Linked DNA regions of Mus musculus: region 2 is linked to region 1. A link is a contact called in public HiChIP or PLAC-seq data. All regions are on one chromosome and are shown on one strand. Each heading gives the region's core, a stretch centred on a gene start, on an enhancer-like site or on the middle of the called end of the contact. The rest is flanking DNA. Distances are from core to core; before and after follow the strand shown. Region 1 has its middle 6.3 kb from the start of Gm40110. Region 2 has its middle 54 kb from the start of Gm46818.

What was found. HiChIP or PLAC-seq counts read pairs in DNA pulled down with a chosen protein or histone mark.
Region 2: a contact with region 1 is called in an HNF4G HiChIP or PLAC-seq map of pancreatic cancer cells. The contact joins two enhancer-like sites. A contact is called at or near these places in 1 of 15 datasets of contacts at CTCF or cohesin (the NIH/3T3 cell line), 1 of 484 Hi-C or Micro-C datasets (uterus) and 2 of 115 datasets of contacts at active chromatin or transcription factors (fibro-adipogenic progenitors and pancreatic cancer cells).

Annotation. Positions count from the first base shown.
Region 1 is chr3:102,365,077-102,367,780 of GRCm38.p6, reverse strand. No RefSeq gene overlaps it. Among named protein-coding and RNA genes, the nearest start is that of Gm40110, 6.3 kb to the left of the region's middle. Within about 2 kb of position 1,315, at least 54 of the 459 cell types and tissues checked have an H3K27ac peak or open chromatin away from gene starts, as enhancers often do. A contact at or near this core is called in pancreatic cancer cells, where this site is marked.
Region 2 is chr3:102,558,494-102,561,197 of GRCm38.p6, reverse strand. No RefSeq gene overlaps it. Among named protein-coding and RNA genes, the nearest start is that of Gm46818, 54 kb to the right of the region's middle. Within about 2 kb of position 1,402, at least 5 of the 459 cell types and tissues checked have an H3K27ac peak or open chromatin away from gene starts, as enhancers often do. A contact at or near this core is called in pancreatic cancer cells, where this site is marked.

The DNA.
Region 1 (2,704 bases), core at 66-2,565:
GAACATAATGCATACAGGTCTACAGGCTCCAAAGATGGTGAGGTAATAAAATGTCACCTGAAATAAAGAGGACTCAAATGGGGTCTTAGAATCCTATGGTTCAGAAAGCTCATTATCATGTTTACTTAATGACCTTGGACTGACAGCATCAATGAGAAAAAAAAGTAGCCTATTGGAAGAAAGAAACCTGGGAGGAAGCCAAGAACTCAAAGAAGTAAGATGACAGTCAATTCCCAGCACTGGATGTGGGAGCTGAGAGAACTTCTCGATCCCTCCTCTACACTTCCCTCTATCTCTGTGCTTCCACTCTTGAGCAACATGCAGGTCAACCCAGGATGACAGACTAGATTCCAACACTCTTGCCTGGCATTACAGCATCCACAGACAGCAGAATTCTTTCTGGAGATAAGACCAGTGCACAAGAGAGCCCTTTTCACTCAGGCCATGGGGCAATATCCAGCAAAAGGAAGATGCCCAAGGCTTTAAGACATATTTCTTTCAGTTGGAAGATACATTTCTGCAGCGAGAATTTTGGTTTCTTAAAAAACAAACAAACAAACAAACACCCGCAGAATATACGTATGTTTTTGTTTTAATCCCAGGTATGGTGATATGGGCTGCTTCACAGCAGGTGACTGTGATTTGCCTTGTGCTCTAGCAAGGGCGTGGTTTTGCCAGCTGCAGATGATTTCTGTGAGTGTGTGACATTTGAAATTCAGGGGACTTTTCAGAGGATATACAAATGCTAGAGCCACCCCCTTCCCCATAGAAGGGGCTGCTGCTGGTTGGCCGGTTGGTAGGTGGTTGCTGTTAGGTGCAGTTTGTTGAGGTTTGTCAAGTCATGTATGAAGGGACGAAAAGAAGAAATTAGATACCCGGACAGCAAAAATCAAACTTGCCCCAAGGAACTCAACACCCCTAGGTATCAAGGAGTCAAGGAGTAATCTAACCATGTCATCACCCCCTTTTCCCTCTGACTTTTTTTCTCTCCTACCTAATGTTAAGGGATTGAAAGTGTGGAAGGAGAGGGGTGGAGACAGGTGGGAAAGAAAAAGAATCCACAAAATGGTAAAAAGCCCAATTACACACTTCTTCATGTCTGTCATTTTTAGCAACATCTTGAAAGGTGGGTTTTCACATCAACACAAAGAAATCTGTCTGGTAAGGCTCAGCACAGATCTGGTATTTGTCCCCACAGTAGGCTTCAGCAGTGCATCAGAATGGCATGGAGGAAGTGCCCTAGCCCAGTCCTGAGGCCCCAGTCCAGCCTGTGGATAAACAGTGCAGGCTGGAATGCTGCTGCTAACCCCACGTGCCTGGACTGATGGCCATGTGGAAACCCCTGACAGCACTTTCCTGTGAGAGACCTGGGCTCTGGGGAGGCGCAGCTTCCTGCTGTGTCACCGTGATGTGACCACGAGAGTGGGAACGGGGCCCAGGAAAACTTCCTTCTGGACTGGGTCGACCCTTGTGCAGAATACTGGCTCAGTGCTGAGCATTTTTTCCCTGAGATAGCAAGGCCTCTGTCATCCTGTCCAGAGAAGCCTGGCTGGCCACTGCCCTGCCAGTATCTATCTTACTGTACCCCTGAGACTCAGGGTTAAGCATCAGCCAATCATAGGCCCTCTCTGTGCCCCTGGTCAAAGGGACCAGATTTAGAAATCTGGTGACTCAGGTACATGGGAATTTGAAGGTCACTCATGCTATCAGGAAATCAAATTTAAAAAAATCTCAATTTTATTACAAAAAAAAGTTAATAAATTGCCTGTCAAACAGTAAAATTGTCTTGATTTCTTTTCTTACTACTTTACTGCAGTTTCCAAATTTTTGTATTATTTATATACTGGAAGAGTAATCTTTATTAAAGAAAAATGTATAATAGTAATTAATTAATTTAATTTAATGTTGCTATCCAAGGGACTCCAAAAAGGACTGCTAGTGAAGCCCTACAGCTTAGCATGTGAAGGACTTGGTCCTGGATCTTTCATTTATCCTGGCTACAACCTCCTAAAATTATCTATCATTCACCGAGAGGTTGGGAATTATTCTGTTATGAAATCCCTGCATCTTACTAAGTGAACCATTTTTCTTATACTCACGCATGATACAAGATAAAATGCTTGTTATTGTGGCATGATAACATGCTGCCATCGAGCCATTTACTGACCACTAATGGATCTTAGCCAAGTGCTTGGTTTTGGTGCTGAACATACATCTAAAATCTATTTAATTTAATTAATAAGGGAACCTATATGTGGCTATAGTATTAGTTCAGGGTCATATTTATGGCCTTTGATCCTATCTTGATCATTTTTTCAACTCGATGATGTAGGTGACTACTTAACTTTGGCTTTTATTGCCTGTAAACTAGGGGTAATACCTAGTTTACCTACTCGATAAAGCTTGGATGAGACACTTCAATGAGACACTCCTAGCAATGTGCTTAGCATGAAGCCTGGCTAAGAGGACAGGATCTGGCTATGCTTTATATTAGGGAGTGGAACATCTGCAATAGCGCCCCTGTCTTTACAGATGAAATTTTAACCACATATAGGTCTCTATCTACATGAACAGTACGTGTATTCCATGCTTCCTGACCAAACTACCCTTGAGGTCTCACTTTTTGCTTAATCCTTATGATTAGGATTCTAAGGGGAGAATGCTGGAGGACACTGTTAGCCAGTCAGATGGCAGAAACCTGACA
Region 2 (2,704 bases), core at 153-2,652, 190 kb before region 1:
AATTCACTGCTGTTTAAATGATCAGTGTTTGAACTACCAGCCTATGCCTGTGGCATAATGCCTAGCATCAGTGACAGGACCTCTTGCAAGATGGATGTTTGAGTAATCCAACTTCAAAACACTATCTTTGGCCCATATTTCTCAGATTGCTTCTGCCTCTACAAACTTACCTCGGGTTCCTCAGAAATAGGCAACAAGCTATATTAAGGAGTCAGCATCTCCAAAAGGAAAAGAAGAAATTGGGTAAAAAGAAAAGTTTAATATTCAAGTAAGTCTGCTAAAACCTTCAGTGATTGGCAGGAGCTTTGACACAAGAATTGACCACTGGAATGTCTGCCTCTGGGCCCCAAAGGCTGGGTCGTTCACCCTCACCTTTCTTAGTTGCCAGACAAAGGCTGCATTAGTGAGGACATGATCTGAGGAGTGGAGCTCTCTGCAGTTGAAGCAGACATGGAAGAAGACTTTCAGAAGCAGGCTGTCCACTGGCCAGAGTAGCAGGTCCTGTGCCTGAGTAGCAGGTTCTTCTTTGAAGCAATAGCTATGCAATGCACCCCTGTGACCACCCATATATGCACCAGCTACAGACTTTGAGACAGTATGTTTAGCATAAGCATAACAATATTGAACGCAAACAGGGACAGCATGTGTGTACATATTTGAAGATCATCAGTGGTGGTGGCAGAGCAAGGTTAAGCTGAGAAGATCTGTAAAATGTGAGATTAAACAAAGACTGAATTCTTTTAAATCCTCTACCGTTGAGGATAACGATGTTTACATGTGTGTTCACTGAAAGATCTGTGAAAGGTTAGGTCAGCAGCAAGGAACCCTCGTAGAACCTAAAATATATTACGGCACTATGATTTTCAGCTTAAAGAAACCTTAGAGGGAAGCATGATTCAAGGTCTGGGAAGAAACGGATCTGAGTAATCCAAAATATTTCTCCCACAGCATAGCAAAGGATGGAACAAAGGATGCTAAAACCATGTCAAAAGACTCAAGAACAAATTCAAAGATGCTCCTTTTGATTAAACAAACAAACAAAAAAGGATAATTGAAACATCAATAAGAGTAAGAAAATGAATACATTTGCATTTTTACTTTACAACGAGACCTTAATAGTTGATCAGTTACCTTTGAGTGATGACAGGAAATCAGTCCATTTCCTTAGAAATTATCGAGGAAATGGAAAGAGTGGCCCTCGATCTGCAATCCAAAAATGAACCGGGCCTCTGGGCAGCCAAGCGGTAAAGAAGGGAGAAATCTTGTAGTAGGCTCCCAGCTAATAAAGGAAGGCAAACTCTCAGTGTTAGAAGACCAGCGCATGGCGACGGCAATAAATCAGTGGATGTGGTCAATAGAAATATCACAAACAAGAGACGTGGCCAAGCATTACGTGTCCCTCAGCAAACAAACACCACACCATCTGTAGTCTTGCCAAAAAGATCAAACCTAAGTCTGATTGAGCCCTCAGAACCTGCTGCCATTTTTAAAGAAACCCAGAGGGCAGAGGAATGTATTGAACTCCACCGTGAGCATGCAATTAGCAAAATCCAGATGGTAGGAAATGCTGGAGGCCAGACTCAGGATCTTCAACAGAGAAATCAGAAGGAGAAGAAAAACACAGAGGAAAACTGTGGAGTAGGACAAAGATTGAGGGCCTGAAAGACAGTTTTTAAGTGACTGAGACTAGGCCCTACAGTGTCTAAGGATAAGACATGGCTGCTAGCTGTCCTTATGTAAGAATGTGCTTAGCATAAAAAAATCAGATAATACTTTTTAGATTGAGAGATTGCTAAGATCTGTCCAGCAATAGATGAGTCCTGGGTAGTTGGCAAAATCCTATTTTTTTGATTTCCCAAAGTGTTTGCAATTATGTTGATTTTATACTATTTTACTAGCCTATATGTTTGTGTAAGTTTCTAAGTGTGTTCTATTTTACAATAAAATGGCTAAACACACACACACACACACACACACACAGCCTCATTCTGTGACACACAGTTAAACCTGTACTCAGAGGGGAATGTGTAGTTTTAAATATTTACATTAGAAGAGAAGTTAGATGATAATTAACCAACGAGGCAGAAAAAAGTAAAATGAAGAAAAGGAAGTAGAATAAGGCAAATACGTATTGTGGTAAATGGTATTTGGGGGTTTCTACCCCACCTTAGATCATTTAGTTCCCAATTAGAATACTCAAAACCTTTACATTTATAATAAACCTTAAAGCACTAGAGCTGCACAGATATCAACCCTCTATGCTATTTTGTCTACCTCCCTGTCAGTAATACCAAGATATCACTGCCTGGGCCACTTCTACTCCAACTGGCTGGCCCTCTTAGCCATGCCTTCATGATCCACCAACCCCTTGGCACACCTTCCTCGTCCTCATCTTCCCTCTTCCCCTCTCCATCTCCCTTCCTCCTCCTCCTCCTCCTCCTCCTCCTCCTCCTCCTCCTCCTCCTCCTCCTCCTCCTCCTCCTCCTCCTCCTCCTCCTCCTCTTCTTCTTCTTCTTCTTCTTCTTCTTCTTCTTCTTCTTCTTCTTCTTCTTCTTCTTCTTCTTCTTCTCTCTCTCTCTCCTCTCTATTTTTGTCTCTGCCTCAGACCCCAAGCCCAGTAACCTAAACCCCACGTACCTCTTTTCCCAGCTACAGCCTGTAGGCATCTTTATTAACCAAGCAATTGTGGGGCAAGGTTTATACA